Linked DNA regions of Mus musculus: regions 2, 3, 4, 5, 6 and 7 are each linked to region 1. The links are chromatin contacts, called in public Hi-C and promoter capture Hi-C maps. All regions are on one chromosome and are shown on one strand. Each heading gives the region's core, a stretch centred on a gene start, on an enhancer-like site or on the middle of the called end of the contact. The rest is flanking DNA. Distances are from core to core; before and after follow the strand shown. Region 1 holds the start of Csde1 (cold shock domain containing E1, RNA binding). Region 2 holds the start of Gdap2 (ganglioside-induced differentiation-associated-protein 2). Region 3 holds the start of Rap1a (RAS-related protein 1a). Region 4 holds the start of Ddx20 (DEAD box helicase 20). Region 5 holds the start of Tent5c (terminal nucleotidyltransferase 5C). Region 6 holds the start of Trim45 (tripartite motif-containing 45). Region 7 holds the start of Ttf2 (transcription termination factor, RNA polymerase II).

What was found. Promoter capture Hi-C pulls out the DNA fragments that hold promoters and counts their contacts. Hi-C and Micro-C count contacts between places; a contact is called where the count stands out from the background.
Region 2: a contact with region 1 is called in a promoter capture Hi-C map of liver, with 7 times the contacts expected there. The contact joins the promoter of Gdap2 here to the promoter of Csde1 in region 1. A contact is called at or near these places in 6 of 39 promoter capture datasets (hematopoietic stem and progenitor cells, hippocampal neurons, liver and 2 more), 1 of 115 datasets of contacts at active chromatin or transcription factors (thymic regulatory T cells) and 1 of 9 other capture datasets (adipose tissue).
Region 3: a contact with region 1 is called in a promoter capture Hi-C map of liver, with 7 times the contacts expected there. The contact joins the promoter of Rap1a here to the promoter of Csde1 in region 1. A contact is called at or near these places in 2 of 39 promoter capture datasets (erythroid cells and liver).
Region 4: a contact with region 1 is called in a promoter capture Hi-C map of liver, with 5 times the contacts expected there. The contact joins the promoter of Ddx20 here to the promoter of Csde1 in region 1. A contact is called at or near these places in 3 of 39 promoter capture datasets (liver and pre-B cells) and 1 of 9 other capture datasets (adipose tissue).
Region 5: a contact with region 1 is called in a promoter capture Hi-C map of pre-B cells, with 6 times the contacts expected there. The contact joins the promoter of Tent5c here to the promoter of Csde1 in region 1. A contact is called at or near these places in 2 of 39 promoter capture datasets (liver and pre-B cells) and 1 of 484 Hi-C or Micro-C datasets (uterus).
Region 6: a Hi-C map of B cells shows a contact between it and region 1, with 6 read pairs. The contact joins the promoter of Trim45 here to the promoter of Csde1 in region 1. A contact is called at or near these places in 1 of 39 promoter capture datasets (the C10 cell line), 2 of 484 Hi-C or Micro-C datasets (B cells and LSK cells) and 1 of 115 datasets of contacts at active chromatin or transcription factors (astrocytes).
Region 7: a promoter capture Hi-C map of pre-B cells shows a contact between it and region 1, with 5 times the contacts expected there. The contact joins the promoter of Ttf2 here to the promoter of Csde1 in region 1. A contact is called at or near these places in 3 of 39 promoter capture datasets (embryonic stem cells, liver and pre-B cells).

What each region holds. Positions count from the first base shown.
Region 1 is chr3:103,018,239-103,022,337 of GRCm38.p6, reverse strand. Csde1 (cold shock domain containing E1, RNA binding) reads right to left here and starts at 1,792. Exons shown (of 19, transcript NM_001161854.2): 1 at 1,669-1,792.
Region 2 is chr3:100,160,586-100,164,684 of GRCm38.p6, reverse strand. Gdap2 (ganglioside-induced differentiation-associated-protein 2) reads right to left here and starts at 2,222. Exons shown (of 14, transcript NM_010269.3): 1 at 2,020-2,222. Wdr3 (WD repeat domain 3) reads left to right here and starts at 2,278. Exons shown (of 27, transcript NM_175552.5): 1 at 2,278-2,341; 2 at 3,463-3,665. The coding sequence starts at 3,495.
Region 3 is chr3:105,799,452-105,803,550 of GRCm38.p6, reverse strand. It overlaps Rap1a (RAS-related protein 1a), which reads left to right and starts at 2,170. Exons shown (of 8, transcript NM_145541.5): 1 at 2,170-2,312.
Region 4 is chr3:105,685,123-105,689,221 of GRCm38.p6, reverse strand. Ddx20 (DEAD box helicase 20) reads left to right here and starts at 1,651. Exons shown (of 11, transcript NM_017397.3): 1 at 1,651-2,098; 2 at 2,489-2,583. The coding sequence starts at 1,795.
Region 5 is chr3:100,487,312-100,491,410 of GRCm38.p6, reverse strand. It overlaps Tent5c (terminal nucleotidyltransferase 5C), which reads left to right and starts at 2,219. Exons shown (of 2, transcript NM_001142952.1): 1 at 2,219-2,317.
Region 6 is chr3:100,920,162-100,924,260 of GRCm38.p6, reverse strand. Trim45 (tripartite motif-containing 45) reads right to left here and starts at 1,768. Exons shown (of 6, transcript NM_194343.2): 1 at 862-1,768. The coding sequence starts at 1,349.
Region 7 is chr3:100,967,825-100,971,923 of GRCm38.p6, reverse strand. It overlaps Ttf2 (transcription termination factor, RNA polymerase II), which reads left to right and starts at 2,261. Exons shown (of 23, transcript NM_001013026.2): 1 at 2,261-2,304; 2 at 2,389-2,491. The coding sequence starts at 2,277.

The DNA.
Region 1 (4,099 bases), core at 543-3,042:
TCGCCTGTCAATTTAGTAATGAGTTTGCCTTCTAGTACCTAAAAATCAAGATGATCGACAGGCATGGCAGTAGTACATGCCTTTAATCCTGCACTTGGGAGGCAGGGACAAGCAGATCTCTGTAACTTCAAGGACAGCCTGGTCCACGGAGTTCGAGGCCAGACAAGGCTACACAGTAAGACCCTATCTCAAAAAAAGAAAAGGAAAGGAAAAGAAAGGGGGTGGGGAGGGCAGACTGAGCATTTTGGTAGCTTGAATTAATGCCCTATAATTTGGAACTTATTTTTTTAAAAAGTAGGTTAGAGCAAGCAAGCAGTCTAGACAGCCAGCCATTTCAAGGCTAACCTAGGTTGCACAGTTTAAGGCTATAACCAATAAACAAAAGAAAAACAAACTTGGCAGTTTTGTGAACTAGAAGTTCACATCAGCCTAACATAATGTCCAAACTCAACTACAATCTTTAAACATCCTTAGTTCCTTTCTGCCCGTCCTCCTCAACTGCTTAAACAGCACTATCTTTTTGCTCATTTTAGTTGCAGAACAAGGAAACTAAGTGGTTTAATAATGTTCAGAATGTTTTCTGCAGTGGAAAGTGTTAAGGAGTACTCCCTGCTCACCTGTGAGTCAGGTTGGAGACCAGCCACAAAGGTGTTTCTAAGGTTAACTCTTTAAAGCAAAAGAACCGGGGCACTAAGATTGGGTATGGTTGAAACGTTCGACGGTCAAATCTTCCAATTTAATTTGCTCTCCGACTGGGGCTCTCACACTAGATAGATACATGACAAAGCCAAGCCATTCATTGCACAATGTAGGCCAGCGCTTGCACCACGGAGGGAGGGCATCACGGAACTCTCCTAACGCATGCCATTTACCCCAGACAGAAAGGTGGGAGACACGTGCCTAGAACGGGGCCCGACTCCTTTTTCAAATGCCAAAGGACAGTTAGGTGTGGAGACCCAGCCACAAGAGAATGTGAGTAAAGGTGTCAATTCCGCCGCGCTAGGGTCAGATGTGGCTGAGGGAACAGAGGTGTCCCGCAGCACTTTCCCTAGATGGAACAGGGTCTCAACCCACACACAAAGAAGGCGCCACTGCCGCACTGCGCTCTGGTAGTCGTAGTAGTATCCCCAAAGCCAGTGACGGCCAAGACAGACAAGGTCCCGAAAAAAAGAACAGGCCCTTCTCCCCGGCCTCTTCCAGCTGCACACAAAGGACCGCGCCACCACCCCCTCACCCCTCCCGCCGGGACTTGTAGTTCCCTTTCCCCCGCCAAGCCGCAGAGGGGGAAGAGGACGGACTACAGCTCCCGGCAGCCTTCGCGCCCGAGCCCCGCACCCTCTGCCTCCATCTTGGCTGCGGTCGGAGTTTCCATTTTCGCTCCCTCCCCCCACTTCAGTCACCGACACCGACACCGACACCGCCGCTACCCGCACCCCCTGGCCTCACCTCCTCACTAAGGCTTCGCGGCCGGCCCTGAGGCCGAGACGGTTGAAGCCAGGGTGAAAAAGGGACGCCTGGAGTAGGAACTCACACTGAACTCTCCTCCATCCGGAATTCTAGGAGTGCCCACTCTGACACTCAGAGGTCCCTCCCGTTAACCTGAGTCTCCTCAGCTGTCTTTAACCTGGCTCGTTGCTACCCCCACTTTAACACTGAGGTCGTACTCACCCCAACAGCTCAGCGCCCCCTCTCCAGCGCCGCCATAAGCAGCACGGCCCGGTACGTAGGAATAAATCTCGCTTCTCTCGCGAGAGTTGCAGGCTCCGAGCGCGTGCACGGGAAGGTGGGGGGAGCGTGCTCTTAGTACGCTTGCGCGCGAGGGCTGAGTGACGCCAGCCGCTGACCTGCGTTTAGCCACACGCAAGCCGGTGACTCTTCTTCTCTACGTTCGCCCCTGGGTAGTGCCAGAAGCAATCTCTGCGTTTAGTGACTCTGCTGCGACGCTGGGGGCGGGGCGAAGGGTGAATTTAGGCGTTCACCCGGTGTTCGCGAGCCCGAAAGCTTTCAGCGACGAGGCTTGAGTAGGAAGGCCTTATGAAGTAGGAACAGTTCTGAGGGCAGATCCGGGAGTGTCGTGAATAAAAAGATTTCACTTTCCTCAGCCATAATCCAGGAGTCCAAATCGCAGTTTCTCTTTAGTCACGGGACAGGCTTTCTCCTGTCTCCTACATTAGAAGGGATTTCATTGCTTTAGAGAAAAGTTTTTAACAAAGTAATTTGTAAAGCTTTTGTCTTCCAGAAACTACATTGCTTGCGACAGACAAAAATAAGCGAGGCTGTATTATCAATAAAATCTAAAATTCCCCAAACCACTTTAACTGTCCGTTTCAGTTACCAGAAGATTTTTGTAGTGTGTCAGTCTGAATAAGTATTTAAAAGGCTGAAAGCAGGCTAAAAGCATAATTCACCTGACTGGAGTAGAGGAGTGGAATGGTTAGATCTAACCATTGCAAAGTTATTTAGGCTGCCCTGTCAATAATCTAGAAAACAATTACTTTACTTTTACTATCTTGTTGGTTTTTTATTTTTGTTTGTTTTTTGAGACAGGGTCTCACATGTAGCACATGCTGCCCTGGAACTCTGGGAAATCTGCCTGCTTCAGCCTAGTGGGATTAAAAGTGTGGACAACCATGCCCAACTTCAGTGGTCCTCTTAACCATTTTGGGTAAAGGGTAGCTCCCTGAGGACACTCCCATCTATTTCCTGCTTCTGTGGGAGAGGAGAACATTCTCATCCTGGTGTACTTTCCTTGCGGGGGAGAGACAGGGACTCACCCAGAACTTGCTGTGTAGATCTAGCTGGCCTAGAACTCATGAGATACCCCCCCCCCTTCTCCTGGCCTGGCATTAAAGGGGCGTGCCACCACAACCTGCCAAGTGTACTTCTTACCCATACTTTCAGTTGGTTATTCAGAGAAACTGCAGACCTCTGTAGACATAGGTAGGGCTTTCAGGGGAACAAATTACATGTAATAAAATAAAATAAGCAACAAATATGAATATTGTCCCCCCACTCTGTGTGTGTGTGTGTGTGTGTGTGTGTGTGTATTGGAGACCCCAGTATTGGAAAAGCCAGAGCCATGAGATACCTGCAAAGCTGAAAGGAGTTAAGATCTGAAGAGCCCTTTGACGTCAGACATGGAGATGAAGTTTGGAGTTTGCAAACTGGTTCTCAGTCTTGCTTTGCAGATTACAGTTAAGAGATTGCACAAATCTCAGAAAAGACTTTGAACTAAGTTGAGACAGTTAAATACTAGGGGGACTTTTATTTTTCCAGACAGAGTTTCTCTGTGTAACAGCCCTGGCTGTCCTGGAACTCACTTTGTAGACAAGGCTGACCTTCAATTCACAGAAATCCACTTACTTTCGTATACCATCACTCCTGGCCAAGTATGGGGACTTTTGAAATTGGACTGAATGCATTTCTGCATTATCATATGGCTGCAAGCCTTTGGGGGCCAGGAACTGGGATGTGGTAGTTTGAAAGAGAGTGGTTCCCCCTAAACTCTTAGGGAGTTGCACTATTAGAAGGTCTGGCCTTGTTGGAGCTGGAACTTCCCATGTAGACTATGGTAGTTTAGAAACCACAGAGATCTAACCGGCTTTGCCTCCCAGATCCTAATCCTAAAGGGCGACCCTACCCTTCCCTGCTCCCTTTTCTCTCTTAGCTTCCTTTATCAACCCAAGACCGATCTTCCCACAGGATGGAGCACAGGGATTGACGAGTGACACTTGTCTGTACAGAGATTCCGAGGCCTTGAGTTTGGGAATCTTCACCTAGGTAATACACTGCTCTTCCCCCTCCAACTCCCACTCTCTCCCCCTCCAACTCCCACTCTCTCCCTTCCTTTCTTCCTTCTTTTTTTTGACAGGATCTCTAAGAGTAGCCCAGACTTGTGTGGAGTGTGTCATAAACCTCCTGCCTCAGCTTCTCAAGTGCTGGGATCACACTCCTGTTCCTGTTCTACCAAGACAATCCTAAAACATAACCGTGGATTACTACTGTTTAGTTCTCTTGTGTTATTTGTGGTATATGTTGCCACCACTCCCTCTCTGAAGCCCCAGAGAGGCTTTGTGTATTGTTAGATAGTATATAATAT
Region 2 (4,099 bases), core at 973-3,472, 2.9 Mb after region 1:
TCCTAGTTCTAGGACAGCCAGAATTATCTTATCTCAACAAAATAAAACAAAATGAATGGTGCCACTTAAAAAAAGGGCGGGGGGGGGGGAGAGTGAGAACCAACTAAGAGGAGAAGATGACTGTCAAATGTTTACACAGGTGAGCTAAGTCTGGGAAACACATAGAGTTGGACCATGAATCTGACCTCTAATAATTAAGCAGCTTGTTTGTTGCTTTTGGCAAATAACAGGTTTATTATTCTTTATGGCTCTGTATTTCAATATTTAAATGCCCAGGATATATAAGGGTGAAAGCACCCACCATATTCATCCTGATGCCAAATCAATTATATTTACAAGAGTTACTTTATGCAAATGGAAGCTGCTCAGATGAAAACATGTCCGTGCTCACCTATATCAGCAAATAAATACATTATAATAAAACAGACCTCTAACCTTCATCAATGGTCCCAGGTAAACTGTAAATCATCATTCAAAAAAACATACAAAACACATGTTTTCCGGTGAATTAGCAGTGTCACCTACATATTAAACACACCAGAGCATGCTTCAGTTGCAAGTCTTCATACAGAGTGCAATTTGAAACTTAAAATAATAATGTTGTTCTTCAAGTACTAGATAAGAAAATGTATCTTAAAGTACTGGATAAGAAAATATGTAAGATTAAGGTGTGCTAGTTTAGCCTGGCGGGCCAGTACACGCCTTTAATTCCTGCATGCTGTAGGCAGAGGCAGGTGGATCTTTGTGAGCTCAAGGACAACATGGTCTTCAGAGAGCTCCAGAACAGGGCCTTTGTGAGACTCTGTCTAAGGAGGGGTGGTGATAGGGATGCTAGATGCAGCACTCTATATCATACCAGGCTGGCTTTCCAGTGCTGGTATTAAAGTTGTGGACAAAACCTGGCTTTGATCCCACGACCAAAGATGACAACATCAATTGGCAATGTCTAAAGGTTGGGCAGGCCTGAAATCTTCTAAACTGTTTCCCCACCAAAGCACACATCTCCCATCTCTAACAAGGAAATGCACAGCATCTACAGGAGGTAGGGTCCATACACATCTATCCAAATGTTCCTCCCCAGCCTGGAATAAATTTATCATCACGATTTCTTGCCTTCTTTTCATCCAACCCACTACAAATGATTCTTCTTTCAAAACAATTTTCTTAAACACAGAGGATGAGCTGGACATGTTTTAAATCACTAAGAAAATCTTACCCAGTAAATAGTAGCTAAAATTAAAAAGGAAAGGCCGGGCGTGGTGGCGCACGCCTTTAATCCCAGCACTTGGGAGGCAGAGGCAGGCGGATTTCTGAGTTCGAGGCCAGCCTGGTCTACAAAGTGAGTTCCAGGACAGCCAGAGCTACACAGAGAAACCCTGTCTCAAAAAAAAAAAAAAAAAAAAAAAAAAAAATAAGGAAGACAAGTCTACCTGTCAGCTACAATTGTCTACATGTCTAATTTCTAGGTTGGCTACAGAGGTTCAGTAAACCATGGCAGGGATCAATTCTTTTGTATAGTTATACGTACAGTTATATAGACAGCTACAGACATCAGACCTCGTTTCTAAAACTTCTAGACCAGCCCAAGGATAAAAGGGGGCAAGAGAAGAAAAGCTAATTTCCTCGTTAACAGAGTGGCTCAGTCTCAGTCTACAATTAAGGACCAGTAAGCCCAGGGTCACTTCCCTCTCAAGTGACCTGAAAGCGGAAACACAAAGCCAGGTCAATGTCACTCCAGGGACTGCGGGGTCTTTTTACAACTCAGCATCCTGGGCTCAGCGTCTGACCACAGGGAACCCGATTTATAGGACGGGCTGGACTCTGCTAGAGCCGCCACCCGCAGGGCTGCTCGCAGCACCGCGTCCCAGCAAATCCCGGGGACCTGCGTCCCCAGAGCTTGGCGACCCAACCTACCCTGAGTGCGAAGCCCAAAGCCCGGGAGGACCCGCCAGCCCAATCCCTCCCAGCCGCCGCACCCGACTGTGTCGCCCTCCCTTCCCGGCTTCGCCCTTCTCTCACAGCGCTCGGGCGGGCCCATCCGGGCGGCGGCCCGCAGCTCACTCAGATCCGTGGCAGAATTCAGGCGGATGACATCCGTACACTTTGCTTGCCAGAGGCGGAGGCTGAAGCGAACCGGTCTCCAGAGGCCAGGGTGACTGGCGACAGCGATCTGACAGCGAAGGTACCCGCTTCCTCTCCGCCACGCCACCCAATCACAGCGCTCTGCCGTCACTTCCGCCTAGAAGGTAAGGGAAACGCCGGGCGGAAGAAACTTCCAATCGGACCGGAAGTGGCGGGTCTCGTAGGCAGCGCTGTCTGCTGGAGCCTCGTGGAGAGTGAGGTGAGTGTTGCTGGCTCTTTAGGGATCGCGGGGCGCGGTTCCCCGCACAGTGGTGTTCACGGTGAGCCGACGCGGCGAGGGACTCCGCGCTAAGGGCACTAGGGAGGCCGGGGAGAAGCCCTTTGCCGCGGCCGTCTGCATCGCAGAACCCAGAGGCCGCGCGCTGCCCCCGGGCCGGAGTGCGAGGCTGCTGGAACTGCCCGATTTCCTTGGATTATTTCGGGGATGATGTGCAATAGAAACTTAGGTGCGGGGGATAGTTTGAGAGTGACCAGGTCGCAGGAAGGAAAACAAGCGAAGTTATTTGAGAAATAAGCTTTAAAGCCCTCGGGTAGGTACAGTGCATGTGAAAACGATAAACAAGCGTGTTACTATGACTTGAAGCGAAAATCGTGGACGTGGAAGTGCTAGATAGAAAACCAGTGCAGCAGCTCGTTGAAGACAAACTGGAGATGAAAGTGCAGGGAAGAGAAAACTGGGTAGAAAAGGCAGACACATGAACACACATGCATAAAAGCTGAGATCGGTTGGTCTGAGCTTTTGGATAGAGGAACTGCAGCAGCCCCATAAGCTCTGCGAGCTTATTATATACAGTTGAAAATGAAGAGGGGATTATTGCTTACAACTGAACAAGGAGACAGGGTGATTGTATAGAGATAATATCTAATTGCAATAGGGACAGTCTGTGGGGAGCAGTCTTCAGTCAGTACACATGGTGGTGTGGTGGGAGGGAAGAAGGCTATGGTGAACATTTTCTGGAACACTGTAAACATCCCACTTGAACCAAAGGACCATGATGCCTCTCCTATTGGTCTGGGGCATTGAAGTCCTTGACATGGCTACATTCATGTCAGCAGGACCCATTCACTCTGGGCTTCCTCTGATCTACACACAGGGTCTCTTCGAATCCCAGGAATCTCTCTCTCTGCCTTCCCTGTGCTGGGGTCATAGACCTGCATTTTTCTGTGCCTGGCCTTATGTGTGGGTGCGGGTACTACAGCAGGTACTTTACCATCTGTGCCAAGTTACATGCTTTTGATCATGTAAAAAAAAAAGGTTCCTGTTTGTTAGCTGTGCAGAGTCATTGTATTGCAAAAACTGAATTTTGTTTATTTACACAGATTGCCTTCCCGGTGTCATCAGACAGCCCAGCATGGGGCTTACTAAACAGTATCTGCGCTATGTGGCTAGTGCTGTCTTTGGCTTGATTGGCAGCCAAAAAGGTAACATTGTTTTTGTGACACTCCGTGGTGAGAAAGGACGCTATGTGGCAGTACCCGCCTGTGAACACGTTTTTATCTGGGACTTAAGGAAAGGCGAGAAGGTAAGTCAGAAATAAGAAATGGACACCGTTAAATGACACCGACTCTTGGAAGGGTGAAGTGGGAGAGCCTTGACTGACCTGCCTGCACTCATTTGTGTGTGAGTCCCCCAAGAGATCACTTCCCTTTTATTTTTCTAGACGGCTAGCACCAGATTCTGTTGTGTTCTGAAAGTCACAGCCAAGCAGGAGTTTGCTTAAATGGGTGTGTTCGTTTTCATGGGTTATTATTCTTAGCCATTATTAACTTCTACTTTTGTCGACCGGTTCTGCTTTTCATGTTCTGCTTGTTCTCACAGCCAGCTGTAAAGCAGTAGAATTTCAAAGGACTGTCATTCTGCTGTGTTGTGCAGTCCTTCTCTTAACCATAACTGATGAGATTCATTGGTTGCTTCACTCTGCTTTGACTGTGACAGAAGCTATTCCTTTCTTGCTAA
Region 3 (4,099 bases), core at 921-3,420, 2.8 Mb before region 1:
AGATTTGATCTTATCCGTCAGTCCGCAGGCAACACCTACAGCACTGTGTAAACTGGAAAAAATAAACACAAGGAACAGGCAGGGCATGGATGCATGGATGCGTGGTGCGTGGGGCATGGAAAACTGACAAAAGACACCACTCCTAAGGGAGAACAGCTAGGAAAGTGCTCTTTCCTCAAGGCTGAAATTGTCCTACCAGGTACTCAGCCTGGTGGGCAAAATAAAGACTAGACTTTAGCTCTCACTTGTCCCCTTTGCTTTGCAGTGGGCTGTGCCCACCTCAGAATCACACTTACTTGCTCTGTGTCTGTGTCTTTGCTACAGAACAGTCTGTGACTCTCCTGTCCTTGTTCACATTTAAGGCCAACTGCTTCAGCACCGTGCTAGGACTTGTTGCTTCTTGGTTCCCATGGTTTCTCTAGGTGTCTCCTCTTGTCTCTGCACCGGAACTTTATTTTTCACTCTTAACACCACAAGGAAGTAACTCAGCTTTAAAATCCTGTCCCTGGATCCCCACACCATTCCCACTACTGACTGTTGCTAGGCTCAGCCAGCTCCTGGCTGTCTTCCTCGCCTCTCTTTCATTCTCTCAACACACCCCAATCAGACATTTCTCCATGTGATAACACTGGAAGGGTTTTCATTAAGCTTCTCAACAAACTTCAGGCCAAACTTGGTCAGTGGTTAAATTCCCAACTCTTGACTGAGGATGAGGCTCAGTGGCAGTTTGTCTAGCATGAACCAATCAGGGTGGCGGGGATGGGGACTGTGGGGTGGGGGTGAGGCAGAGATTGAGATTCAATTGTCTTCTTAGCTATTTCAGCAGTAGGCAAGGGAACTGACTGATCACTCCCTCTTTTCTAAAACAACTCCCTAACAACTTCCTTCCTTCCAAGGGGTTCCTCTAACCTGACTGTCAACTCTGCTTATCTTTAACCTCTAAGTTTCTCTTGGTCCTCTCTTCCAGTTACTCCCCATCCCTAAGAGAGTTTATGTAGACCGGAGGGTCAAATCATCTACATCCTGATGGATCTCAAATTTATATCTCAGACTCATCACCACTGAACTTTCTCCATCCCCCATAAAACTGAACTCTCAATTTCTTTGGTCCCAGCTTTGTTCTTACCCTATCTTCTCTCTTATTAAATGATATCAGTCAGCAGGCCCCCAACCTAAGATTCATTCCTAATTGTTTCGTTCGACCCTCTGCTTTCTCAAGTCTAAATCTATTAAAATAGGTTTAATAAAGCTAAAATAAACAAAATCTAAAATAAAATAACCACTCTTGGCCAATTGGACGAGAATAGCCACCTTAGACTTCCCCTGTGAACATTCGTGCTTCAGTTGGATATTTTACATACACAGTGAGACTCACTCCAGTTCCCGATGGGCCTGAAACTCATTGTGTAGTCCAGGCTAACCTCAAACTCGTGGCAATTCTGTTCCTGTTTTCAAAATGCTGGGATTCCAGGAGTAAACCACCACGCCCTGCATAAAGTTAACCTTTAAAAACATGAACTAGATATAGTTGTTTCTGGGCCCACCCTCTCCTCGGGGCTTCCTGTTGTCATTACAATGGCCCAAAGGCTCCACCGGGTCTGGTCGTTTGTCCAGATCTTGGCGCCTCAGTACTCTTTGGCCATAGACTCTACTTATCTATCCATCCTTTCGCTTGCATTTTGCTAGTTGTGAAATATGGAAGACACACCCCACCTCGGGGTTTGTGGCTGATTTCCTCTCAACCCAGGAAGGTATTCTTCTCATCCAGCCTCTTTTGGATAGGCTCGTTTCTTCATAGCACGAACAAAAGCATGCAAAGCCCTCCCTGGTGACCTGTGAATTTTGCTACTCTTTTTGTTGTTCGTGTTCCCTCTCCTGGGTCACGAGGATGAGAGCTCTATAAGTGACTTTCCCTATGTATGCCTAGGCATTGGGGACCTACTAGGCACTCAACTAACAGCTGTCCCATGGTTGCATCCCTTCAAAATTCTCTTTCTGATTTTTTTTTCCCTTCCTCATTTCAATGTTGGCCTTAACCACCTTCTCAAAGGCAAGGCCCCAGTTCCTGTTGGCACACTATGCCCCCCACCCTTTGAAGAACGGCTCCCTTAAATAGATTCCGGACACAGCGGGGAAGGCGGAGACCAGGGCGGGGGGGGCGGGGCCTGCGTGCTGCGTGCGTGCGCGTTCCGGAGGCGCCGCCGCCGCCGCTCCCGAGGCCGCTGCTCCTGCCGCCGCCGTGCAGAGCCCGAGCCCGAGCCGCGGCCGAGAGGAGGGAGGAGGAGGAGGTGGAGGAGGCGCCGGGCCGCGGGGTGAGTACGGGGTGCGAGTGAGGGGCGCGGACTGGCCGCACCTCGGTGGCCTATTCTTAACCGTCCGCGAGTCCGGGGCGGCGGCCGGGGGCCCGGCGGGCGGGAGGGGCCGCGGCTGAAGGCCGGAGCCAGCCACGCCCGCGGACCGAGGCGGCCCGGCGGGGCCTGCGGGACCGGCCGCGAGGGGCGGGCCGCGAGATGGGACGCGTGTCCGCGCCCGCTCGGCTGTCGTCCCCGCGGACGGAGAGGTGCGGTGCCCTCCGCGCGGCCTTTGCCCCGGCCGCCGAGCGCTGACACCTCTGTGTCCCACTCCGCCGCCAGCCCGGGTTCCCGCCCTCCCTGCCCTCTGTATTCTGCCGCTTGCCATGTGTTCGCCTTTGCAGCGTCGCTCTCGACTCTCTGATATCTGCTGCTACCCCTGAATTTTGTCAGGAAAGAGGCCACGGTGTGATTCCGGTCTTCCGCCCACCGAGGGCGTGTGAGGAGTGTGGGGTGGTGGGATTGTAGCTTGTCTCCTTACTCAGAAAGTTAAGGGCAGTGTCTTCTGCTGAGTTGTGTAATTGGCTGTTGTAAGGAGAAGAGCAAGGAAGGACAGTTGTGTCCCCCGCGTCCGCCCCCCCTCCTATCTGAGATTTCCTCACAGGATAGAAAACTAGAGTTGAGGGGACCTTTCATGCCTTGGAAAAAGAGCTACCGCTCAGAAACTGTGAGTGTATTGCCGTTGGGAAAGGAAAATCGTTTTGTCGCTGCTTTGAAGGAAGTACTGTGTAAGAAATGGAATAAAAGGGCAGGAGGTTAATGGGCCAAGCGGGACAGGTACCAACCGCTGTTGTCTGCTTCTTGGGTGGCTGAAGATACTGTTTTTATTAGAGTCAAAGTGTCGACTCTCAGAATTAACCAGGGGAGTTAGCCTTCAGAAGCGGGCGGTTAGAAGAGATGATGCTGGAAACAGGATTTGGAAACTTTCTTTGAGTTTCCTGTCAGAGTGTGTGGGGGTAGATATGCCTGTGAGTACTTTTTTCTTTTGATGTAATTGATTTCTGTAACACTTTGGTAGAGTAAGTACTAGATTAGGTCCCAGACTCTTTCCTGTCTTTATGCTCTTCTGTAACACTTTGTTTCAAAATTAAATTTACATTTTCGGATATTCTTTCTTAGTGTGACTCTTGTTTAGTTTAGTTCCTTGCTACTTCAGGTTCTGTTATGATTGTGTTCGTTAGCAAGGATTATACCTGTCCCAGCATTTGTCGAATGAGTTGAGTGGTCTGTTTACACATCTCTTATCTTTTTGAGAGAAATCTTTATGTTAAATGTTGCATTCCGCTTCCATTATAAAAAATGTCATTCTTAACCATTTCTAGAACATGGTGATGCATATGAACTCTTCCTTTGCCCAGGAAAAACAAAACAGACATTTATCCCCAGAATGTTGTATTCAGCTTCTGGTCTCCTCTAAAGCCACCCATAGACACCGATCTTAAAAGTGAACAGAGATCTCGATGTTATTCAGTTTCATATTAAAACTTTGCAAAAGTGCACACTTTTTGTGGCCTCAGGTGTGATCGTGCTTTCACCCTAAATTCTGAGGATTTTGGAACAAGGTTTAAAATTGATTTCAGTTTTATGAGGAAAAGTTCTCAGGAACCTCTCTCCCCTCCCCCCAATCTCCTGTGGCTCAGTGGTGTCACTGAGGAAGACCTTGAACCACCAACTCTCTTGCCTCGACCTCCAGAGTGCTTGGATCAGTATAGACTTCCCTGGTTTATGTGGTGTTGGGATGAAACCCA
Region 4 (4,099 bases), core at 402-2,901, 2.7 Mb before region 1:
ATGGACTGTATCTTCAACCATGGTCCAGAAAACCAAAACCAAACCCAAACCCAAACCCAACCCAAACCTTCTCCCTAAAGGTGCTTTTGGCACAGCAACAGAAAAAGAGACTGAGAGAGAGGAAGAAGTGAGGAATGAGTTTCACTCTTTAACTGGGAGTGTGGTTAGACAGTGAAGTGTTTGTGTAGTATGCCAACATCATGGATTCAACTCTTAGGAAAAAGAAAGATAAAGGAAGTAATTTCTGTGCCTCTGAGGTTCATGGTCTGGACAGGGAAGCCCATCTAGAAGGGTTTTGCAACAGTTAGGATGACCAGAAGACCCAGGGTAGATACTATGGAGATGGTAAAGGAGTGGATGAGACATTTGGAGACACAAGTATTTGACAGTAGTTTGATAGAAAGAGGGTGAAGGCAAAGCAAAAAGGAATCCTCAGATTTGTCATCTGTGGATTGGGTGGGTGAAAGATGTGGGCAACTATGAGGAAGCTTGCGATCTTTAGTTCCTCTTCCTTCATTTGGATAGTGGACGTTTGCTTAGTGCTTTGTTAATTTCTAAGCAAACATGTCTTAGTTAGGGTTTCCATTGCTGTAAGGAGACACCATGGCCAAGGACATTTATTGGGGTTCTTTTACAGGTTCTGAGACTCAGTCCATCATCATCAATGAGAAAAGTAATAAAGATATGCTTACATTTGGAAGCATGACTAAAGCTTTGTTCTAAGAGCTCTTTCAAAAAACAGTATTTAGTACGTGCCAGATTATGTTTCTCCTACCAGAGACAGAAGGGAACAAATCAGAATAGCTTTCTGTCCTCATGGAAAGTGTGTGTGGGGGTGGTGGTGGGGGGTGGACAATAAACATTTTAGGTAGTTGTATCATGAAGAACCTGACCAGGTATGGTGGCACACACATGTCATCTCAGTATCTGAAAAGTTGAGCCAGGAGGATTTCCAATTTGAGGCCAGCCTGAGCGGCATAGGGAGACTCTGATTTAGAAAATAAACAGACCAACTAACTAAGCCAATCAAACCAAATAATCAAACTCGGGGATAGTGGTGGGAATAATGGGAAAGGCCAGGAAGCAGTCAGGATGGAAACCACTCAAGATTTCAAGAAAAGCCTCTTTGACAGGGTGACACATGAGTGGGTCTAGAGGAAGGGAAAGTGGTGTGCTAGTTGCCCACCCCATAACGGAGGAAGGGCACACAAAAGATCCGTTGGACCCGAGACGTCTATTAGCCTAGGGTTTCCGAGAGAGCGATCAAGCAGAGCCTAGGAGTTGGCGTGCAGTCCAGGTTTCCACTTAAATATCAGGAGACTTCCGTCACGCGACAGGGTACGGATCGCGAAGACTTCGGCGTGGCTACAGCCGAGCTTGACCCAAGGAGCCGACTCCAAGCCCAGGCGACGGCGACCGATTCGCGAGCTGCGTCACAAAGCGCGTCCTGGGCGCTCGGGTCTGGAGCCCCGCCGCGCGGCCAGGCACTCAGAGCCGCGGGAGGCCGGCAGCGGGCGGCGCCCACCAAGGGCACGCGGCGCCCTCTGCAGGCCGCAGGCGGCAACACACCGGTAGCCTCATCTTCCCTCGCTCTTCCCGCCTCTTTCTCAGGCTACATTTTTTTTTTTTTTCTGCTCCCTCCTAGAGTGACAGCCTCCGACTTCCGTTCTTCCCCTCCGCTTCCAGGCGTGTCCGTGTCTTCTCCGGGAGGCTGCCAATAAAGTTTTTCTCCTTCTCGCTCCCAGGAGCCCCGCCTCAAGTCTAAATATCGCGAGATCTGGAGGCGCGGCTACCATGGCGGCGGCGGCGTTTGAAGTCCCGGCGGCCTTGACAACCTCCGAGTCCACTATGGCTGCGGAGCGTGCGGCCGCGCCGGTGCAGGCTGTGGAGCCGACTCCGGCATCCCCGTGGACCCAGCGGACCGCACACGACATCGGCGGGCCGCGCACACGTACCGGGGACGTGGTGCTGGCGGAGCCCGCGGACTTCGAGTCGCTGCTGCTGTCGCGACCGGTGCTGGAGGGTCTGCGGGCGGCCGGCTTCGAGAGACCCTCTCCGGTGCAGCTCAAGGCCATCCCGTTGGGGCGCTGCGGGCTCGGTGAGGACCGGGGCCGGCCGGCGGTGGGGGGAAGGAGGGGACGGCGTGGCCCCCGGAGAGCTCCGGCTCCGCGCCATCGCGGGGCTAAGCCAGGCTCTAAGGCGCGCAGTTGAATTTGAGGGTAGGACTTTCTTCCAGCATGGAGTCCAAGTTGGAGAAGGTGAGCGGCAGAGATTCGGGGCGCAAAGGGCTGGGGAGGTAGCTCGGTGGTTAAGAGATTGGGGCATCAAGCACACCTCCTGCGCGTTTGAGAGTCAACCAAAAATACAGGTGGCAACTAGGTCCTCATGGCAGAGAACCTCTTCATTCTCCTTTCTCGTATTTGGTATCTGGTGGCATCAGTAAATCTAGGTAATAATATGTAATATATATAATTTTTTTCTTCCTCAGATTTAATTGTCCAAGCTAAGTCGGGCACTGGAAAAACTTGTGTATTCTCCACCATTGCTCTGGACTCTCTGATTCTTGAAAACTATAGTACTCAGGTGAGTCTAACTCAGGATCCGGAAGGGGGTGTGTAGCACGTGACTCTATTGAGAGTCGTGACAAACTAGTAACTCTTCCAGATGGTGAGTTTGAAGAGGCCGGACCAAAGCGTATGCAAGTTAGGGAAGTAAACTAGATGGTCACGTCGGTGAGTTGTGGCCAAGGCTACGTCCAGTATTTTAAAGTTGGAATTTTCTGTTATAAGTACATCTCGACCATTTGTCAGTTGGAATCGTACAATTAAAAATTCATTTACTTTCTGACTAGAGTGGGATTAGACATAGAAGGTAGAAGTTCTGGATTAGTAAGTACTGTGCTATGGCAGAAATTTCAGGTGGTTCTTAAAGCCTTGTGTATGTGTTGTATTGATCTCTCATTTTCTAGGTTGCCTCGGGATATGGTTTTAAGATTGTCCTACTCAGCTTTGGGTTTGGGGGATCATTCTTTAAAAAGCTTTGTTTAGCCATTGTTACATATAAATACTATAGTAGGCACTAGGGATTAAACAGTGAATAAGATGTGATCCTGACACTGTCGTCTGGAGTGTGTAGTGATGGCTGACTTCAAAAGGGGGCTTTTGAGATGGTCGATCTTCAATGTGATTCCTTTAAACCCAGGATTCTTGTATTTGTTGTCTAGAATCTTTGAGTTCTATATCCACGAAACCGTGGGAGATAATGAATATACTTTTTAAAGTACATTGGCTAATTTATTTGAGATTTAGGATGTGTTGAGAGTTTTGGCTTTGTAATACTTGGCAACAGACAAAATCCCAAACTTGAGTAAAAATCATATTTTTAAGGTATATTATTAAAATAATTAGTGCCTGTGTATTATGTAGTATCAAAGTAATACTACATAATAATTTATAGTTGGGAAAATCAGAAAGAGAGAGAGAGAGAGAGAGAGAGAGAATGAGAATAAAGTACCCAAATCTGTGATGTGTGCCCAGAGTTAAGGGATTTTTAAAAAGTCTTATTTCCTAGTCTTTTTTTTTTTAAAACCAGTATGTTCATTTCCAGTAGTTACATTGCAGTTTGTACTGTGTGGTGCTTGGGGCCTTTGGTACCTAACCTTTGCAGTTAGCTTTGAGATATAGTCCTCTCACAAACCTTTAATCCCAGCACTTGGGAGGCAGAGACAGGCGGATCTACAGAGAGAGTTCACGAACAGCTAGAGCTACACAGAGAAACTGTCTCGAAACAACAACAGAGAGTATGTGGGTCTTTCTGCTGTTCTTCATGTATATCTTACTACTTTTGAATTTGTGTTTTCTCTTCCTAAAGCATTAGTGTGTCCCACAGCTAGCTCTGTGCTATACATTTAGGTTTCTTCTCAAATGTTACCTCCTTATGGGGCTCCTAACACGTTTGTTTGAGGCAGGCACACTTGGAATAGTCCTAGCTGGCCTGAAACCTAGACTAGTCTTCAACTGAGGCAATCGATTTCTGTTTCTAGGGTAGTAGAACCTTCTGTGTGTGCCGACACTCTCGATGTAAAAGGGCTTTCTGATTA
Region 5 (4,099 bases), core at 970-3,469, 2.5 Mb after region 1:
ACATTTTAAATACCATGTTACCAAATGGTAAATGCGTGGGGTCATCAGGATCTTTACAGTGCTGGCTGAAGCATTAAACAGACTACCCATTCTGCTTTACGGATAGATCTATTTTTGTCTGTTTTATGGTTTAAGCTTGTTGTTTTCTCTTTGGTTGTTATTTTTATAACCCAGATAATTGGAAATATATTTAAAGGTTAACATTGTGTGTATACTCTGTGAACCAGAATTTCCAGTCTCCAAGCGTGTGCTTGGCACAAATGAATGCTGTATAGCAGACATATGGAAGAATGTTGACAGCAACTTCACAACGGACTGTCCAAAACCTGAAGCAAATGAAGTGCCTATCAGACGGTAAGCTGAGGGCATAAAGTGTTGGTTATTTAATGAATATGCAGTGGTGAAGAATGAGCCACGGTTACATACAACACCACAGAGAAATCTCACGGAGAGAAAAATGTTCACCCTCTGTTTCCCCATGAATAGTTCAAATACCAGAACAATTGACATATGAAGACTGAGTTCTTAATATTGGTAACCCTGCAATCTATTGAGTGACAGGGGCCATGGCTAAGCTGGAAATGTTCTGGGTGACAGCTCTGTGAGTACACACACCCATCATTTTGTACACAATAAAAGACACTGTGAGATCAGAAAGGGCTCACATTATCAACAAAAAAGCTGGCCATATATCCTGAATTTGTGTTCAAGAACATGTAAGTTCTCATACTGATGTCTTACACTGTTTTAGTTTTGGGAATTCGCCTCCCCTACCAGAGAAAGCATGTGCATGTGTGAGAACTCTTCATAGCCTAGCAGACACTGCTGGATACGGATACTCACGCTCCACAGAGGTGGAGAGGGCAGAAGAGAGCACCGATTCGGGAAGCCATCTAGGCCCCAGTACCCAGGAGAGGGTCAAACGAAACTCAACAAGTGTTTATTAACGACTGCTTTCTGATTTATTTAGTACCTGGCATGAACTTTTTAGCAAGCAGTGCATGATTAATAGCTATTTCCATAATATTGATCTCACGGTTATCTCGTCCTTCCTCCCATAATACAGATGGGAAATAGTGTTTTTGGAGGATAGGTCAAGACGGTCAGTAAAGCTGGGCGTGGTAGACCACGCCTATAATCCCAGCAGTTGGGAGGTGCACAGAGGTGGATCAGTTAAAGGTGAGCCAAGGCTACTTAGAGGCCTGTCTGGGGTTCAGGAGGCATTGTCTTAAAATAAAGACCAAACCACAATAGCTTCTTGCAAGGCCTTCCGGGTAATTAAGTGGTGAAGGAGAGTTCCACAGCGGAGCCATCAACTATGTGTGTGTGAGTGAGTGAGTGAGTGAGTGAGTGTGTGTGTGTGTGTGTGTGTGAGCCATCAACTATGTGTGTGTGAGTGAGTGAGTGAGTGAGTGTGTGTGTGTGTGTGTGTGTGTGTGTGTGTGTGTGTGTGTGTGTGTGTCCCACACCTGCGAGCAGTAACAAGCAGCAAAGACCAGCGCTGCTCTCTGGAGAGCTGAGCTGCTGTGCTTAAGGCTTTGGCGATAGCTTCCCGGGATCGCCAATTGCACACAGGTGGTCCGCGCGGCCACAGCTGCTTCCTTCCCCCCAGGACCACGACCTCACCTCCAGCCAATTTGTTCGAGGAATCAGAAAGATTTTTCCAGGGCCCACCTAAGAGTTTTCCGACTTCACAAACACCGCGCGAGGCAGGCGTGGGCTTCCACTCCCGGCTCCCGGAAACCAGAGAGCACTGGGGCGAGGAGCGCCTAAAAGTTTGAAAGAAGACGCGCCCGCCAGGGAGCAAGCGGGGTAGAGGGAAGGACAGTCTAGGCAAGGGAAAGCTAAAGAAGACGGCAGAGTGGAGCGGAGAGGACAGAGGAAAATTGTGCCCTCAACCCCAAAGTTAGTTCGCCGCCCACAAAGCACCTCTCTATTGCGCCTGCGCAACGCTGCCTCTTGGTCACCCCGCCCCTTTGCGCCGCCCGAGGTTTACTCGTCTCTCGGCAACCATTGACCCGAGGAGCCAATCAGAGGGCGGCGTTCGTCCGGCCCCCCGCCGTCAGCGCGGGGCGCAAGGATCCCGCGGGGCCCCGGCCGGCGCGCCCCGCCCTGGCTCCCCCGGGAGGCCGGCCGCGGGGCGGGGGCAGGGGCGGGGAGGCGCGGGGGAGTGGTCAGGCCGGTTAAGATCGGAGGGGGCGGCGGCCGGACCGCTCACTCGCCGCAGCTGTCTAGGGGCCGCAGTCTCCGCTCCGCTCCTGCTGGGGGCTGCCCACGCCAACCACCTGCCTCAGTCACCTCCTCTTCCAACGCCCAGGTGAGTCCACACTCCCCTCCTCCGCAGGTGGGAGGATGCTGCTGCGGTCCTCCGGGGCGGGGGGGGCGGGGGGGGCCGCGCTTTCCCGCTTAGGGTCAGTCCCGGCAGAGCCTGGTGGCATGCCCCGGGGATGGAGGAGAGATGCCAGCAGGTGTCAGGACCCGCCTGGCTCCCGCGTCCCTCACGCAAACTTTCCTCTGTGAAGGAGGCAAACTTTTCGGAGACCGTGGCCGGGCTTTGGCAAACTTGGGCGAGTTCCTGCTGCCCCGGCAGCCGGAGTGTAGGGGGCTCTTTCCCTGCACCTAGTCGGTGCTCCGGCTCTGAGCTGCGCCCCTGTGGCGCGCACACCGAGCCCGGAACCCGGGCGATTTTGAACCCCGCGGTTTTGGCGGCGCAGATGAAGACGCAGCGGTCGGGGCTAAAGCCTGGCCGGCGAGGGGAGGGCAGTTTCCTGGGCTCGGTGCCCGGGATGGCGGCTGAGATCCTTCTCCCTTTGGGACTGTGGACACCCAGCGCGGCCAAATGATCGAAGCTGCGCGTCTCTCGGAAACTTCTCGAGAATTCAGCGGCTGTGAAACCTGGTTCCTCCCCTTTGGGGATCGAAAGTCGCTTACTGCGTAGGCTGAAAGCCATGTAGTCAGTCCGTTGACTCTGATAGCGGTGCTGTCGGTGGCTTAGAGGCGCGGCTCCCGGATCGTCCGGGTCAGGGAACTTCTTTAGCGCAGTTTGCGAGGAGGGTGAGAGCCTTCTCCATAGGAAGAAGTTGAGGAACCTGCAGTACCAGCTGGTAGCCTTTACACCTAGCGCGGGCAGGCTGGAGGGCAGGAGACCGCAAAGTCCTGGAGGGCTGGTGAGGAAATGCCTAGTTGGTTTTTCAAGAACGCAAAACTTCCACCAGCATCGATTGTCATCCCTAGGTGGTCTAGGCCTCTTTTCTCTCCTCTCAACCTTTAATGTGGAGAAACCGTTCAGAGCCCGGACCCAAGTCTTAAGCCCCTCCCTCAATTGAGGATAAAGTGCTTACAACGAAAGATTTAATAGACTTACTGATTTTTTAAGAATAGCTGTGTATGTAATAGTTTGAATTATGACGAGTTTGGTGTTCTGGAAATAAAGTTAAGATGGTCAAATCCTCCTAAATTAGGTCCCCAGCTGCCCCGCTACTCTGGGAAGGAGGGTGACGGTGGCCATTGCTGGCTACAACAACTTCCACTGTAATTTGCTTGGCAAGGCAGCGAGGGAGCCAGAAAGCTAGCCAGGCAGCCAAGAGGGTGGTAGGAAGGCTTACCAAGAATTCTATCTTGCTGGAAGTCACCAGAGGTGTGATTGTTTTTCCACATCTTACCCCGCAGTCGAAGGGTGTGGGGTGAGGAGTAACGAAGAGCCACTTTTCTCTCCCAGCTGCTACAGCTGGACCACCAGTGGTCCTGTCCTCTGCTGGCCTTGTTTGTGGGGATGGAGGGCTTAGTATCTTAGTATCCGGATCGGACAGCTGAAACCTTCTCTCTGAAGAGACACTTTGGTTTAAGAAGCTTTTAGATGGAGAGTTCGATGTGTGGAATAATTGTCCCAGGATCTGCACAGGATGTTGCTTACTATAGTTAAAATTGTGGGGGTTGTTGAGCGATCTCTAGACTGTTACTAAAAGAAAGGTCCCGAAGTTTTATGAGTAACTTTAGTGTGTGCACCTAGAACAAACAGTCACACTCTTTAGTCTGAGTTTCTCCCATAATACCTACCTTGTATCTAGAGATTAAGTTTGTGAACTCAGAAGGGAGGACT
Region 6 (4,099 bases), core at 519-3,018, 2.1 Mb after region 1:
TGCAGAGAAAACGGTCAGCTGTTGAGCTGGCAACAAGACAGTCATAGGGATAATCACAAAGTTACAAATAGAGAGCTAAGACAACTGTTCTGTTGGTAAGGCCAGAAAACAAGGGGAGGCCAGAACTCAGAGAGAGAGAGAGAGAAAAAAAAGCCAGTTCTAGATTAACCCAAAACCTTGTTTAGTTTTGTATTCTGATGCACTAGAGTGGGATGGAAGAGAAAATGGGACAAAGACTAGCATCTAACAAGCTATTCCGTGACTGTGATAAAAGGCAAAACACCCCAATTACCAGCCTGCTGTCCAGGTCAGAGGTCTGAGTTAAGGCACAGTCAATGGACACCTACACTGAGGTGACCTGTTTAGTAAAAAGAGCAAAGAAGAAGGAACTAGGTCTGAACTGAGGATTCGGTTCAGTTACATGATTACCAGCTGTGGGACTTGGGCGAAACACAAACCACTGCTGGGCTTCCATCTCCTCATTTACTAAAGAGGGGTGAAGTAGCACCCACCTTTCGGTAAGAGTTACAATGATCAGATGAGATCAAGCGCAGGGTGTATGCTAGCACAGTAATCCTCTCTCCAGCACACGGTCCGTTTTCAATAGATTAAACAATTGGTGATAGAAGAAAACTCAAGGTGCTCTATAAACCGAAACCTGCCCTGCTTTTGTTACTACAGCTATCAGGTCAGCGGTGCTAACCTCCGTTCTAGAGCTTGCGATCTGTTTGCACAGTGTTCTTTGCACTTTGACAGTGTCTGCGAAAGCCTTCTTTTTGACCTGCTCACCAAAGGGATCTGTGTCTTGCTTTCTTTGCACTCTACTCTTACGCCACAATAAACGGGGTACTCCCTCTTTACCTATGAGCCTGGCAGCAGAAGTGGCAGAGATTGGCTTTGCAGGTCTGACACCTCTTCTCTACTTCTCTGTCGCTGCACAGGTCACACACCAGGCCCTGGCCTTCCCCACGCAGGTTCTCCAGCAGCACATCATTCATGGCCAGGTGGTCTACCGTTAAAGCCTTCACTCCACCCAAGGGCAGGTCCACTTGAGCATCACATACCGGACAGAGGATGCCGATCTGTGGCTGCAGGCTACATAACTCGGGGTCCTGGAATACTGACCCCTCAGAGCTTGTATCTGAGTCACCCCCACGGATGTCCACTACTGAGAATGGATCCAGCTTTTCCAGACACGTGGTGCACACTGTGTGCAAGCAAGGCAAGAGCCTGGGGACTTTGAAAAGCCTCAGACATGTAGGACAATGAGTCTTGCCTGAGCTTCCAGACGCGTTCGCATCTTGGAGTTTGTGCACGAAACCCAGAAGCGGCTTCCTGATTTCTGACATCTTCCCCACGTATGTACCCAGTATCACAAAAGGCCCTGCGCAGTCCTCTAATGCAGGTTAGATTTACTCAAAGACAGAGTTCCAAGATCTTGAACACTGACCATGAGGACTCTCGTGTTGCCAAGTAAAAGGACAACCAGAAAGAGAACGCCTCTGAGGAACCATCCACAGATCTCCGGATTTGTGGTTTGGCCCTTCCTTTCCACTGCATCCCACACCAGTCACAGCCACACCCTCCTGGATCACCCACATCGTCCTCCTCGCAAGCGCTTCTAGAGCTAGTCCCCAGCTAATTCTGCCACCACCACCCTGACCCCAGCATTTCTTGTCCTCCAAGGTCACCCTCCCTCCCGCCCCCACCACGCCACAAGCGCGCCCTCCGGGCGATGAGGTAGTGGGTCCTCGGGCTCTCCCAGAGTGAGGGGCCAGGGGCAGCCGCCTCTCTGGTTTGCCTAGGAGGCCCTAGAGCCGTCGCCCCGCCTCACACCAATCCCAGACCAGGATTCTCCGAAGAATCCAATCACCGTCCGAAAGGGGCGGGCCTCGCAGTTCGGAGCCATGTCGTCCTCCAGAGTGACATCACTGTCATCCAATAAGTTCAGCAAGGTCCACATCCTCGCCGGCCACTCGCGCGGCGAAAGGAGAGGGAGCAAGGGAGGGCCTCGTGCAGAACCGGGAGGAGGAGTCTGGGAGTGAGCGGCGTAATGTGGTTGGCGTCACGAATGTGAGCTCCTGCCGCCGGAGAGGCCTCTGGATCGTTGAAAAGCCTGCGCTGAGGCTCCACCCCAAACTCAGATAGGGTTCTCCCATTGGTGCGTGGTACTGTCAGTCGGCCGAGGTGTAGCCCGAAGCATTCTGGAAGTTGTAGGCAGGCTCTCGGTTGCAGAGGCTATAGCGAATCAGCGGCCACCGGGTCAGTTTCCTTTCTGGGTTTTCCAAGTATTTTTTCTGCCCTGGAATCTCTTACGTACAGCGTGCTCGGAACCAGAACCCTCTCAGCTGGCTAGCTTCTGGCATTTTCCAGGGCAAGGGTACCTCCGTGTCTGGTTCCAGAACTAAACTTAACTGAAAAGTTTAGAACTGCTGCTCCGCGGAGCTCCACTGAGTTTCCCGGGTGGAAGCTGCTTTGAATCATTCAAGACCAAGACCGGAGAGACACACCTCACCAGAATTCTACAGTAACAGAAGTTGTCAGGGTTGCGGGGGGTGGCCTACAGAGCAAGTTTGGCATTTGTTTTTACAATCAAGGGGAGCTCCTGGTTGGTCACAATGGGGCAGTGGAGGATGTCACTGGGACAAGTCCCTTGTAGGTCCGACTAGTTAAAAAGTTGGGCACACCTGGTCCCTGAGCATAATTATTTCTTTGACGCCTTAAAGAATTTGCCAAGAGTCTCAGATTCATTCATTTGGAGACTGTTTCCTACACATGGGGTCTAAGGCACTGACTGATCTCTGAATCCAAAAATTGTAATAGCATGGCTCCGTAGTTGCTATCTGTTCCCATTCTTCAGATGCGTAAGCCTCTGTCTATCTCACTGTTTTCCTTTACAGTCTTCCATATATGATTTCAACCCATGCATCACTGTTTCAGGGACCTCTTTATTAGAGATGTCATAGTATAGGCATAGCTGTCGAAGCCTATGCTTTTACGAAGTATGGGCCTTCGGTGGAAAGAGCCCCAAACTATGAAAAGATGAAATTAAAAGAAAAAAAAAGAATTATCTGACTCTTCGTAAAATATGTTAAAGTAGAGATGTAGCTCACTGATCCAGTATTTGCTTAGTATGTTGAGACTCTGGGTTCTGTCTGTGGTACACGTGTGAACACAGACACCACACACACACACACACACACACACACACACACACACACACACACACAGGTCTGATTTGGTCTTTATTGTGAGGGTCTCGAGAGCTGGTTCTAACTTTAGCATAAGTAAAAACGTTATCTGCTAATGAATGGCTCAAAAGCCATTTTTACATAACAGTCACATGACCTCCCAGTGTAAGGAGTCGGCAAAGGTCTTAAAAGTGAAAGTGGTCCTTACCCAGACTTCTCCAGCCTTTCTCTCCTGCGCTGCCCTGGCCGAGTCCCCTCGCTTCACCGCAGTATGCTGAAGCAAATTCCAAAAGCGGTGTGGACTTGGCTTTGCTATATAGTGTTGCTCTGAACCTGCCCTCCTCTGTGCTTAGCCATGCTTTGTCTTATCTCTTATTCATGCCATATATTATATTTCCCATAGGGTGTATTCTGACTTCTCTGTTGGAGGAGTGCTGTATAATTTATATGCATTATCTCATTTAATCTCCCAACAGCTTATAATAGAGCTGCCTGGGAGGGGTCGAGTGGTCAACCCAAGCTAGCATCTGGGATGGGAACAACAGTCTTAAGATGTCATGCCTAAGATTCTGCCCAGTCCCCTCTGTCCTTCCCTTTCTCAGCTTCTTGCACATCAAATCCCTACCTGCCTTCCATGGAGAGAGAAGATGGGGCTATCTGGAGAACATCTTTCCGTTCTACTTAAAAGTCTATGCATCTTCTCTCCTTTCTCACGCCATTGATTGCTGGTTTTCTCCCAACCTCTTCTGCCTCTCCTTATTTTGCTAACACTTTTCAGTGAGTCCTTTACACATTCTTTCTCCCGAGGACTGTGATGAAGTCCTGAAAGAAAACTCACCCTCCCTTGATCCAGTTCCCCTCAACTTAATTAGCGCTGGTGGCTCTCACCACTGTGGTTCTTAAACTTT
Region 7 (4,099 bases), core at 1,012-3,511, 2.1 Mb after region 1:
CTTTGTCTAGTCTCAAAGTCATCTTGTGCAGGAAAGAACCTGTAACCTGGGGCTGGAGAAATGCCTCCGAGATTAAGAGCTCTTGCTGTATGAGTTCAAATCCCAGCAACCACATGGTGGCTCATAACCACCTATAATGAGATCTGGTGCCCTCTTCTGGCCTGTAGGCATACATGGAAAAGAGGGAGATATATATCTATCTATATCTATATCTATATAGAGAGATATCACCAGACTTTTGGGTACTTTGTGAATTTTTTAAAATTCCACTCTTTTCCACCCCTCTCCTTTCCACCCCCTAACACTAGGTAGAAAAGACAAAAGGGCAGAGGGGGAAAGGGGTGACATTATTGTTAGACAACTTCCTGCTGATTAGGGGCGTCGAGTTTCTTGGGGCAAGTTTGAGCTTCTTCACCATCATATCTAATTTCTTCTTTTCATCTCTTTGCACACAACTGCTTAACAAATCACAGTCAACAGCATCCAACCGCTGAGCAGCCAATCAGTTCCTAGTATCAGGCCCTAGTATTTATATACCCTCTGAAGAGTCCCCAGAATTCCACACACTCTCAGAAACCATCTGCAGCTGGCAAAACCACACCCCTGTTAGAGCATGAGGCAAATTACAGTCAGCTGCTGTGGACAATCTGAAGCAGCCCCACCTGGGGTTAAAACAAACAAACAAACAAACAAAACATTCTTTATATTTCTGTGTTTTTTTAAAGAAACCAAAATTCTCACTACAAGAATCACCGTGGTCCTCTTTCCCCAAACCTTAGTGTTTGTGGTCTCCACCTCCTCAGATGGTATCCACTTCACATGCATATAATACAGATCTTGGAATTGCAATCTAGGAATAAAGAAAATCTGTTTGTATAAACTTTCACTGGAGAACTGGGGTGGGGCGTGCCACACTGCGTGCACTTGGAAATTCATCTCTCTCTCAAGCTCTCCGGGGTTTGCTGCTGACTCCATTCATCTTGACATTTATATACTATTTTATATTTATTTAAGCATTAGGTAGAGGCTAGTTCAGCTTCTTCCACTCAGTAAGCCCCTTGTGGTTAGAACAGTTGCTTTAAATGTATGCATTAAATGAACTTTATATTTCTCAAACACCTACTCCTCTTGGGACACCAAAAAAGCTATTTAGTAAGAACTGCTTAATTCATAAATGATACCTCGGGACTGTCTGGACTCTGAACTCCTAAAACATTTACAGCCTCCATATAGCCCAGACTTCTTAGACATTGCAGCTTTTCTGTCCTCATAGCAGTTGTGTGTGCCACTCCAAGACACATGATCTTCAACTGCTGAAATATGAAGTCATGGCTATTGCAGCCAAGCTCCGATAGTCATTCCTCACCTTCTGCTCACTGAAAGAATCCATTACAAGTTCTTTCCTTTCCTTTTCTTTCTTTTTTTTTTTCTTTTTGGTTTTTCGAGACAGGGTTTCTCTGTGTAGCCCTGGCTGTCCTGGAACTCACTTTGTAGACCAGACTGGCATTGAACTCAGAAATCTGCCTGCCTCTGCCTTCCAAGTGCTGGGATTAAAGGCGTGCGCCACCATGCGTCACTCTCGGTTTTTTAAAAGTACAAATGCAAAATAAGTTCAAAAGGTTTGACAATGCAAAACACACAATGTAAAATTAGTAAGCACGCAAGGTCTTGTATTGCCCTCAGGTTCTTCTCTCAGACCCAGGGCGTCCACACCAGGCGGTCCTTAGAACCTCACCAGGGGAAGGCAGCCTAAGACTCAAAGAGCGCGGAACCTGGAACTGAGATCTGTGCAGATGTTCAATCTTTGGTGACCCCGTGGACGCCCTGCACTCATTTAAAGGTTGCCCGGGGTCCTAAGGGAGTCTTTGTGCTTATTACAGACTATGCAGTAGATTCCCAAAGTTTTAAGGGATGCTCCCGCCTTTTGGCCGCCTCAAGTTGAAGTGTTCCCGCCCACAGTGGCTGCTTCCCGAGCAGGCAAGCGGCTCTGGCTCCCTCTGGGTCTAGTGGTTCCTCTGGAGTCTCCCAAGCTCAGCCTCGTCCACTTCTCTCCAAGTCCTGCTTTCCCCAAGCCAGGGAGCATGCCGGCGTCCTCACTGGAGCTCAGCCACGCCTCCTCACTCCAAGTTTGATTTCAGAGCGCGCCAAGCCTGAGGGAGACTGTAATTGGTTGAAAGTGAGAGACTCTCCCGCTTGATTGGTGGAGTGTTGTGGTGGGCGGGACGGGGCGGAGTCAAAGACGGAAACCCGGCGGGCCAGGGCTTCCTGGCTGCGGTATGGACCTGGTTAAGTGTCCGGAGCACGGTAAGGCCTCAGTCTCGGGATTTCCCTCCCGGGGACTGTGGGACTGGCTTGGAGTGGCCGATGCTGACCTTCTTGTTTCCTCAGGGGACGCCTGCTTCTTAAAGACCGGCGTCCGCGATGGCCCGAATAAGGGAAAGAGCTTCTACGTGTGCCGGACGAACACATGCGGCTTCGTGCAGGCCACCGAGTGAGTCTCCAGCCCGGCCCGGTTACACGGAGTGACCCAGCCTGGTCACTTCAGCTGCCTTGGGACGCGGACTCACCCACACTCCGATCCTTCTAGAGTCTGCTTCAAGTTTCTAGGCACCTGTCTGGCCTTACTTAGCCACTCCCCTTTGCCCCGGCATCCTTTCTGCTCCCTCTAAAAAGTGTAAACAAACAGTGGACATGGGAATTAATTTGCTAGTCTTGTACCAATTTTAGGTCGCCATTTAAATTTTACGTTTAAGGTTAAAACATGTTAATTAGACACAAGCTTTTCTCCTTCATCTAGTGGCATGACGTTAACAACCCAGAGAGAGCCAGAGTCTTTAGGGCAGTGTTTCTCAACCTGCGGGTCACGACCTTCAGGATCTAAGGACGCTTTCACAGGGGTTGCATTTCAGTTATCCTGCAAATCAGATATTTTTACATTGCGATTCAAAACGGCAAAAATTACAGTTATAAAGTAGCAATGGGAATGATTTTATGATTGGGGTCACCATAACTGTTGTAACGGGTATTAGGAAGGTTGAGAACCGCTGCTGTAGGGAGTTAGTGCTGAAAGAAACATCAGAGGTTGATGTGGATCGCAGGTTCTGCAGATGTGAAAGCTGAGACCTAGAAACCTCAAGCATCTTGTCTAAAGTGAGGAAAGTCAAGTGTGACAATCTTTTTTTTTTTTTTTTTTTTTCCCAGACAGGGTTTCTCTGTATAGCCCTGGCTGTCCTGGAACTCACTCTGTAGACCAGGCTGGCCTCGAACTCAGAAATCCGCCTGCCTCTGCCTCCCAAGTGCTGGGATTAAAGTCGTGCGCCACCACCGCCCGGCAAGTGTGACAATCTTAACATACCGGGTGTTGACATTCTCGAAGTGAAATTACACTGTGGTGTCATTTAACATTTCTCCCTGCTCTCTATTCAGCTGGACTTTGTAGAGCATGGTTATTTTTTTTTCAGTATCATAGCTATACTAATATACTAATGAATATTAGTAATATACTAATGAATAGTAGTACTGGAATAACTTGTATGATTTGTGTCTCCACTTTGTACCAGAATTTACTATTTATTTCTAGAAATATTATATAGATAATGTTTCTAAATATACTGAGATTTGGTACCCTGCTCAAATGTTTTAAGACACATGTGTGCTCATGTTTATAGGAATTGTGCATCAATGTTGGTCTTAGGTTTGTTTCAACATTAAAAGAAATGTTCTTGTGGACTGGAGAGATGGGCCAACCTTTAAGAGCACTGGCTGTTCTTCCAGAGGCCCTAGCTTCAATTTCCAGCACCCACTTAGGGGCTGTCAAATGTCTATAACTTCAGTTCCAGGGGATCGGGTGCCCACTTCTGGCCTCTGAAGGCCCAGCATGTACTTGGTGTATAGACACACATGCAGGCAAAATATCCCTAAACATAAAATAGAAATAAATCAATCTTGAAAAAGAGAGTGAAGATTCTTAAACAGTGTGTCACTTACATGGCTACACTGCAATACAGACTAGTACAGTACTTTCACTCGAGGCTTGCAGTGTGTCTGAGGAGCAGACTGCAGACAGTTTTACAAGTCACGGGAGAATGCTTTAGACCTT